2 separate regions of the Mus musculus genome follow, and region 1 is linked to region 2. A link is a contact called in public HiChIP or PLAC-seq data. All regions are on one chromosome and are shown on one strand. The core of a region is the stretch at or near the end of the contact, and the rest is flanking DNA. Distances in the headings are between cores, read along the strand shown. Region 1 holds the start of Mtarc1 (mitochondrial amidoxime reducing component 1). Region 2 overlaps Dusp10 (dual specificity phosphatase 10).

Region 1 (4,528 bases), core at 187-2,686, 750 kb after region 2:
GGGGGGGTTGGGGCGGGCGGAGAGCAGTCTCACATTACAAGGTCCACACTGAACCGAGGAACCCACTCATCTGTAACTGCCCATCAACCTTATGTAAAAGCCACCCGTAAATCAGCTATGAGACAAGAAGGGCTTTGGAGCAAAAATCTCCATTTCTTCTTCCTGAACCAGTCGGTCAGCATGTCCACTGGACCGGCCTGATCTGAGGCGAATGGCTTGTGTTAGCTTTAGAGAGCTGAGACGGGGAGGTCGCAGCCTCTGTTAGCCTGTGTCCTCTGCTGAAGGAGAGGCCTGAGGATCCTGATACGCAGCCTTCCAGTGATGCCCAGAGCTGGTGGGAGACCAGACCTGAAGAGAGCAGAGCTGCTGAACCTTCGCTGAAGTCCCGGCGACAGGGGTCACTCCTCAGCTGGACTCTTAGTCGCTGTTTACAAATCCCAGGTTGCCCCCCCCCCCACCCAGTGCAGAACCTTTATCTGACAAGAGCCTTGGGGAAATAACACTCACAGCTTATTTTCTTAAGCTGTCATGCATGCTCAACTACTGCACTAACAGGGATGAGCCGTGCCTAGGATCCAGGATCTATTGTCTTAGTTTTTCTAAATTTAAGACTATCACTGAGAGTAAAGTAACCAAGGACCAGTCCCTTCAGGGTCCCTGGGTGGAGGGAGATTGAAGTTTCTTCTTGCGGATTGGCCGGCGTGAGAAATGCCTCGTCTAACACCACAAGATTTGAAATAGCCACGAGAGGATGGATAGAGAGATGTCCAACTCCAGGAAGCGTGAAACCCGGGAACTTCAGAGTTCCAGGTCCCCCGAGTTGGCTGGCGGAGGGTGAAGTTCATTTTTTCCGTTTCTCACCACCCCTTTCCCAGCCTCCGGTCTCTAGTCTGAGTAAGAAGGGACCGGCGAGCGGACCCCGCTGACCTCCCCACACCCACACAGCCTAGGTCAGCGTGGTGATGCTCGGTGCTCAGCGTACCTGTCGCGCAGGTGGCCATAGCGCAGCCCCATGGCAGTGCACTCTGCCTCGCTCACCGACAACCCCTTGCAGGACTTGATTGGGTAGATCCAGAGCTGTGCCACCGTTCCCACTTGCTGTAGCCGCCGGCGTCGCCGGGGACGCGCACGACGCCAGGCCACTGTCCCCAGGGCCACCGCGGCCAGTCCCAGCGCGGCGACGCCGAGCCAGGTGGACCGCGGCTGGCCCGGGACCCGAAACGCGGAGAAGCCGAAGAGGGTCAGCGCCCAGGACCCCGCACCCATGACTGGAGAGGGCGGGATGAGCGCTTGATACACCTCCGGCGCCGACTGGACCAAGAGCTACTGTGGCCAGCGGCCTGGGCCTGAGCCCAAAGGTCAGCAGCTCCTGACCCTTCCCCTCCAATCCAAATTGTGCATCTTCATTCGGCCTGGGCGGGAGGTGGTGGCTCAGCTGTGGAATCTCACCGCCTGCCCCTACTTTCCGCTGCCTTCCCCCCCTTCGGTCCCTCCCTCCCTCCCTCCCCTTCCCTCCCTCGCTGACCCTCTCCCAGGATCAATCAGTGCAGAGCAGCTTATTTACATGTTTGCAGAGTTGTTTATTTGACCTAAAACACACAACGTTTGCAGAACGTGGCGTGATTTTGAAATTAGAAACCAGGCTGCGGGCAGCCGCCCCTCTGGGGTCTGTGGGGAGCAGTTTGGCAGCAGCCAGGGTGCTTCCAACCAGCTGGGATATGAAGGGAAAAGATCTGACCAGCCTTGAGGATCTACAGGGCCAATCCTGGGCTGCAGCTATTCGTAGACACCCGCCCCCCGCACCCCCCACCCACACGCCCCTCTTTTCCCTGCGTCCTAATGTGGACTTGCACTGCCAGGTATCTCTTCCGAAGGCTACCGCATCTTGAACAACAAAGACAAGACCATCAAGGTACCTTGGGCGCCTTAGGCACCTGTTTGGTGTGTCAAGCTGCTAAAATGTCATATTTATTCAAGACTGTTCTAACCAGAGCATTTTCTCTACTAAGTTAAGGCAGAGAGACTGGACTTTGTACTGAAACAAGGGCTGGGGATTTTACAGCCAAGGGGCAGTGCGGGGATGAACCTGGCTGCAGGAATAAAGATTTCTCTGAAGAGAAGCTTGTGCCCTTCCCTCTAGCCAACAGACTCTTGAAACAGTGGACCAAGAAACTGGGACTCCCCCGACTTCACCCCATCCCAAGTCTCAAGGTGAGAGAAGGAGATGGCTGGGAGCCATCAATCAATCGGAGGGAGAGCCTGCCTCCCAGAGGGAGATTCCACAGAGTTCTGACAAAGCCTCAGACCGCCTGAAACACGGGAGGGTCTGATGGGTAGGATCACACTTTGACCAGAATAGTTCTGCTGATGGGCAGCATCCTAAAGCAGAGGGGGCAGTCCCCAAAACTCGATGTTCACGTGGAAATGCAAGAATGAGGTATCATGGAGGCCAGCCGAGGCCAGGCAATGTGCTGCCGGCTGAGTTGGACGCCCTGTAGAGGTGCCCTGTAGAGAGGCCACTGTGTGGAGAGTGGGAGAAGCAAGCAGAACGCTAGCACACACTGGCCTCAGCTAGCTGGGCGACTCACTTCCCTGGGTTTGGGCATGAAATGTCACCCTCTAGCTTGCATGTCCCCCCGGCTGGTGGCGCTATCTGGGGAGGCTGAAGTAAATGATGAGGTGTAGCCTAGCTGGGGAGGAAGGAAGTCTCCTGAGGGCTGGCCCCTTCCTGACCATCTGCTTCCTTCCCTTGGCTTGTCAGGTAAAATTGACTCAGGATACAGCTTCATATCCCACATTTACCTCACAGCCTGCTGGAAGCCAAGGGCCCAGGACCCAGCGAAGGAGAAGACGGAAGGAGCAACAGCTGTCCCCCATGGATGATATGTCTTTTGACATCATCAGCTATATGCCTTAGACCAGCCGTTCTCAACCTTCCTAATACGGCTCCTCATGTGGTGGCGACCCCCAACCATAAAATTCTTTTCACTGCTACTTCATACCTGTAATAGTGCTACTGTTAGGAATCGTATCGTAAATACCTGATAGGCAGGATATCTGATATGTGGCCCCTGTGGAAGGATCGTGACCCACAGGTTGAGAAGTGCCCTGTACACACCAGTGACCAATTAAGGCTTAGAACCCAGGGAAGACACGTGGTGATCTTGTAAAATGAGTAAGAAGCAAAAGTCACAGAGGAAGTAGGAGAGACTCGCACTTATTAATGACAATGGAACCACACAGCTGTAAGAGAGCTAACTCGGCTCCATGTTAACTTAGTGTTTGTACTGTTACTGCAAGCTAGTGCATCATCCTGTGCTACCGTGAGCCTTTAAGACTGAGTTCATGGTTTCTCCTTGTTCCTTCTTCCGAAGGAAGATTCCATTCCTTTAAGGTCCACTCTCTTGTAGAATTGGAAGAATTCACAATTATAGATAAGTTCTACCTGTCTTGATAGGAACAGAATGAAATGTAAAGCCACAGTCTATGAACAAAATAACCCCATGACCTCTGAAGTCATTTCTGTATGTAAGCATACTTCTATAACAGCAAGGTAAACAATAATGAAACCAAACTCAGCAGGGCTCAACAGCCAGGCCAAGACCGGCCAACAGGCTTTCGTGAGCATGCGAGCACATCAGATATGTGCACATTCCCTGCACATTCAGGGCAAGAGGGCTCCTTTTCTTACCTTTCTCAAGCGACAGACCTACTGAAAAGTATAAACATTTTTTAAAAGTGGCAGCTTTCGAGCTGTGTCTTTAAACTTCAGCAATCGTAGAGGCAGGAATGAGAAAAACGTAATAGCGGGTGTAGCATTCAGAATAATTGCAGACAAATTCCATTTATTTTTCTAAAAACCTCATTATCTAAAATTTATACAGCCTCACATTCCTAAACCACCTCTGGCACTTTTCTTGAATTAAGTCAAGGCGTACACAGCTCCGAAAGAAAAATAGAGATCCGGTTCCAGGAAGATGGCCATGAGGACTCGCAGATATGTCTCCTCGGACCTGGAAGCTGAACAAATAAGATTCTCTATTACTTTGCTACTCAGACCTTCAGTCATAAATAATTCAAACTTGAGCAAAATAGTCACTGATTGAAGTTAAAATTTGAGGAACGTAAATGATTAGCTGCCAAAGTTCCCACCACAGAAATGGTCGCTTGTGAAAAATCGACTCCTATCAGAGCCCTAAGGAGACGTCTTACTCGATACTGTTGGCTGTTGACCACACTACACTTTGTGCCCACAAAGGCTCACATGTAGAGGTATGAGAAGTAATGTGACCCCTGAGAGGTTATTTCCTCACACCTTGGTGAGCACAGCGGGATGCTGGTGAGCACAGCAGGATGCTGGTGAGCACAGCAGGAGTGAGCACAGCAGGAGTGAGCACAGCAGGATGCTGGTGAGTACAGCAGGATGCTGGTGAGTACAGCAGGATGCTGGTGAGTACAGCAAGAGTGAGCACAGCAGGATGCTGGTGAGTACAGCAGGATGCTGGTGAGCACAACAAGAGTGAGCACA
Region 2 (4,738 bases), core at 2,090-4,589:
TTCATCTTCTCTAGATCAAGATTGAGGGCTAGAGCCGAAATTCCCTAGCCTCTAACCCTGCTTTCTACTTTCTGGTATCACTTCCATCTGGAAGGTGTTAAGGGCTCCCAGACTGCCACTCACCTTGTTGGCATACAAACAGTCACTCTTATCTCTTTGGAGATTGCCAGGGTCATCTGGGTGTGCGTTGCTTAGTATCACAGTATCACACTGAGGGAATGACTTGAAAGAGTGGTTAAACACAGAGAGCCTTGGAATAGATCATTGATGTCTCACACCTTACCAACGGACTGTTCTTGCTGTGACTCACCTCTGTCTGCTTTGTGTTGTAGTAGGGCTTTGTTGAGCTTAAGGAGTGCTCGAGGGGTGGGGTCAGGAGGGAAGAATGAAAGAATTAACCAATGAGCTTGCATCCAAGAGGTTGGCAATAAATGTCATAAGCAAGAAGCCGAGTCCCTTTAGTGTGGAAAGAAGAGCTACTCTGTGATTCCCTGCCCTCAGGAGGTCTTCCCCCCGCTGTACCATGTTGGATATGGCCTTCAGGGAATGTGCCTAGGAAGTCCGACGGTGCCAGAGGTGGAGTGCAAACAGGGTCAGGTTTCTGTTCTTCCCTCCTGGGCTGCAGGGATGGTTACTGGGATGGTTCTCCAGTAACCTTGAGCTTATGTTTATAATCTATGATCCCACTCCAGACCAGCAGGCTGTATTGGTTGGACCATAATGTGGTCTACCAGATGGGGACACCTCAGCTTTTGACCCGTTACTATATCCTGGCACTACAACAACCACCTCCAGAGGTTTCCAGACCCTTTCTCCTATCTCTTCGTGGGAATGGAGACCATGCCTGGTTTCAGTTTGACCTTGCAGAGCTCAGCCATTGCGGGTGATTTGACTTTGGCATGTGGCTGCAGAGGCAGCTCCTGCCTTCCCTTCCAGGCAGTTGATGGTTAATATACTTATCGTTGCTAACTATTCTTGCCAAATATAGACTTATAGCTCTGACTTACAGAAGTCAGAAGTAGAAGCTGTTGCGATATATTTTTTGCGGACTGAAAACATTGGCTAAAGAAAGCATTCCAAATTGTGATAGGAGCAGTGGCGCTTCTCCCATCTCGCTTCCTGAATTCCCCAGGCCAAAGCCCTTTGACCTGCAGATCATTACAAAATCCATGGCTGTAAACGCTGTTGTTTGAGTGTGGGGTTTCCTTCAAAACAAGTTGAGTGGCTTACGGATTTGACTGGCCAGTTCTGTTCATCACCATTAGGCATGGGTCCCAACCCCAGTCTCCATTGTAACCCTCGTCTTTTCCTCCCCTCTCCTGACCATAGATGACTTTTTTGTTTGTTTGTTTGTTTTTTTGTTTTTTTTTTTTTTGTTTTTGAGACAGGGTTTTTCTGTATAGCCCTGGCTGTCCTGGAACTCACTTTGTAGACCAGACTGGCCTCGAACTCAGAAATCCGACTGCCTCTGCCTTCCAAGTGCTGGGATTAAAGGTGTCACCACCGCCCGGCCCATAGATGACTTCTGATGACTTTCTCTGAATATAATTTCCAGTGGGAATGCTTCATGGTAGAAGAATGTAGTCTTTTGAAGCTTGCCCTTGATGTTTCTAGAGATTTATTGGATTTTACTTAAATCCCATTGGGAAACATATTTTCGCTGTGAAGTTGTGATGTGTTTAATTTGGGGTATAAGATAAATATGGTCCTGGGGTGGAGGGATACATGGATAGTGAAGTAAGTTTTTCTTTTGTGCCATGCGCTGGTTTAATGAGTAGCTTTATCTGTTTGCTTAGCTATGTTTGATTATTTAGGCTTCTTCTGCCTGAAAAGTAAAGAATATTTGCCCTGCCTTCAGAGAATTAAATGAGCAGCATAGAGTATGTGGCTCACTCTTGGGAAAAATATGACTTTGTTTAATAGCACTACACTATTAACATTCTTCCTCTTCAGCTTTGCAGTGCCATCTCAGTGTGTCCCCCCATCCCTTCCCCTCTTGATTAACCAGAGAATGTAGGGTTTCCCAAACACACAAAAGGTCTCCAAGGAAAACAGTTCTTGGCTCAGAAAGATACCTCAGGGTGAGCTTGAGCCAGGTCTTGTCCATAATGAGGTTGAGGGATTCTTCTGAGAAAGGATAACTTTTGTGAGTGCTGCCGGCGAAGAGAAGGTTCTACATGCTTGCTTCTTATGGCTTGCCTGGTGGGTTAGGCAGCCTCCCACCCCCACTACCATCTCAACCTTGGACCATATCTGGCTTGACTATAAGGTAATGATATCCTTAGGTTGGCTCTCAGGAGCCTTGTCTTAGGTAGCCCACAAGTTCTGGCATGACTCTTGAATAGCAGATATTCTAATATACAGACACTTATATGGAGAGAGTTAAACTGAGAAATAAAATGTAAAGTGGCTCTATATTAGCTTGCTTGGGTTACGTATTAGTCAGTTTTCTGTTGTGATAACAAAAGTCAGTGCTGGATACTTTATAAAGAAAATATTGGTTGCTTTCGTGGTTTTAGAAGTCAGGAGTGTGAGATCCAGTGCCTCTCTCTGTTGGGCCTCTGGTGAGGGCTTTGCCATGGATTACGTGGATAATATTTCAGCTGTGGAAGTATGTGCCAAAGAGATCAGATGTCAAGAGTGGAATCCAGAGACACTCAGGGCCTAGACCTGCTCTCATTGGTACTCACATGGGTCATATAAGAAATGTGTTCACCCCTTCCAAGCCCAGCACCTGTTGACCTTACGATCTCCCACTATGCCCCACCTGTTAAAGGTTCTAACATCTGTCAACATCACCACCCTACAAGGCTCTTAGTATTTGAACTTTTGATTCCTTGCTCAAAGAACATCCAAACCACAGCACGTTGCTATAACAAAACACCCCAGGCTGGGTAACTTAAGCAACAGGAACTAGCTCTCCCACAGCTAAAGGGCCCAAACTGTAAGACTTGTAAGATTGGAGTAGCCAGAACGTAACTGTCCTTTTACCTTCTCTCACCCGCTCCTTCACCCAACCTATTTCTTGTTGTTTGTGCGGATGGCAGGCACGCACATGTCACAATATAATGTCCATGTCAGAATAGGGGAAAGGGGTGAAGCAGGAGGCAGAAGCCAGCTGCAGGTGCATGGGAAGGAGCCCGGGGCTGCTCCCCCTTGGAATCACACTGATTTGTGCAAAGCCTAAGCCGGTTCCTGGCACGGGACTCAAAGATCTTACAGTTTGAATCCGGTTCACATAAAAGTCATAAGCACGAGAAAGCAGGCCCAGAGCGCTTTAATTGTCATCGTTGTGGAAAGTTACATGACTGTCATCAGCTGTTGCTTCTGGCAGTGCTTTCTGGACTAATGTAAATAAATGAGCTAACAGGTTTAAAGAAGCAGCCTGTATTTACATACTTGTGAAGTAGCCTCAAACAATCAGTCTGTGCTATTCAAACACACACACAAACACACACACACACACACACACACGCACGCACACACACGCACACACACACACACACACACACACACACACACACACACACACACGAAATGTGTGGCTTCCTCAATGCAGGCTCCTCATGAAGGCCTGAAGTCTGAAGGTTATGATGAGTAGTGTGAGTAGTGGAAGCCCTGCTTTTCCCCTTCATGGGGTTTTGACCTGAGTCTGCCTTTTTGATGAGAACAGGCTCTCCTCAGCAGGCTGAAGTTTAATCTTCAGCCATTTCTATAGCACTTCTTTAAGGCATGGACTTGGGAGAGCCCCGGACTGCTTCAGAGGAGGGGAGAGTGAAGTGGCAGGGGCAGAAAGGAATCCCACACCCTCTGATAAAACACTCCAGAGTCACCATGTCTTGGAAGTCTTCCAAAGGAAGCTAGATTTTCATTTTTTTTAAAAAAATCATAAGGTCCTTTTGACTCAGTTTGACATTTTGTAGATAAATATTTAGGCAAGCATATTTTGGGTGTGTGTGTATATGTAGCTCTGTATGTGTGTGTGTGTGAAGGTCAAAGGTTGACATTTTGAACATTTTGTGTCTGATTCAATTACTCCACATTACTGAGACAGGGTCTCTTGCTGAACCTGACGCTCACCAACTTAGCTCTCTGTTTGCTAGCCAGGGAACTCTGGGGACCCTCCTGTCTCTGTCTGCCCAGTGCTGGGACTTGGGGCATCCAGCCATGTTTCTTACATGGGTCCTAGGGAATCCAAACTCAGGCCCTCATGCTTGCAGAGTAAGGACTGTGTAGTGACCAAGCCATCACTCAACACCCCAGGCATGATTGTTTAAAAGCACATTCCTCTGGAGGGTACTAATGATGCTATCAAAGGAAACAGCTGAAGAATCATGAACAAAACATAAGCAACTGGCCCTCTAACTGCTCGTGGATGAGTCCATTGCACCACAGATTTAGAAAGAAGCCTCTTACTAAGGGCACAAGGAAATCAGGAGGGAGCAGTTACTGGTTTGGAGTCTCTCAGTGCCTTCATAGTCTGGGATAGCTTCTTTCCAGAAGGCTAGGTTTTGTTTGTTTTTCAACACACAGCATGATTCAGGCAGAGGAGTGGTAGGCACCAGGAGGGAAGCAGAAATACCCATGCTTAGAAGATTGTGCAGAGGTGTCTACTTCCTGTAAGCATCTATGGCCTGTCATATTCTTTTGTCCAACACAAGAATCCAAAAAAAAGATTCAATGAGTTCCAAATTCAAGCAAATTCTGGTATAGGTTTACCAGATTTTTCTCCCTTTAC

Evidence for each region. HiChIP or PLAC-seq counts read pairs in DNA pulled down with a chosen protein or histone mark.
Region 1: a contact with region 2 is called in an HNF4G HiChIP or PLAC-seq map of pancreatic cancer cells. The contact joins the promoter of Mtarc1 here to the enhancer-like site in region 2. A contact is called at or near these places in 2 of 39 promoter capture datasets (the 3T3-L1 cell line and liver), 3 of 115 datasets of contacts at active chromatin or transcription factors (astrocytes, embryonic stem cells and pancreatic cancer cells) and 1 of 9 other capture datasets (embryonic tail).

What each region holds. Positions count from the first base shown.
Region 1 is chr1:184,809,864-184,814,391 of GRCm38.p6, forward strand. Mtarc1 (mitochondrial amidoxime reducing component 1) reads right to left here and starts at 1,437. Exons shown (of 7, transcript NM_001290273.1): 1 at 983-1,437. The coding sequence starts at 1,266. Mtarc2 (mitochondrial amidoxime reducing component 2) reads right to left here. Exons shown (of 8, transcript NM_133684.4): 8 at 3,203-4,020.
Region 2 is chr1:184,057,297-184,062,034 of GRCm38.p6, forward strand. All of the region lies in intron 2 of Dusp10 (dual specificity phosphatase 10), which reads left to right. Among named protein-coding and RNA genes, the nearest start is that of Dusp10, 25 kb to the left of the region's middle. Within about 2 kb of position 3,340, at least 67 of the 459 cell types and tissues checked have an H3K27ac peak or open chromatin away from gene starts, as enhancers often do. A contact at or near this core is called in liver and pancreatic cancer cells, where this site is marked.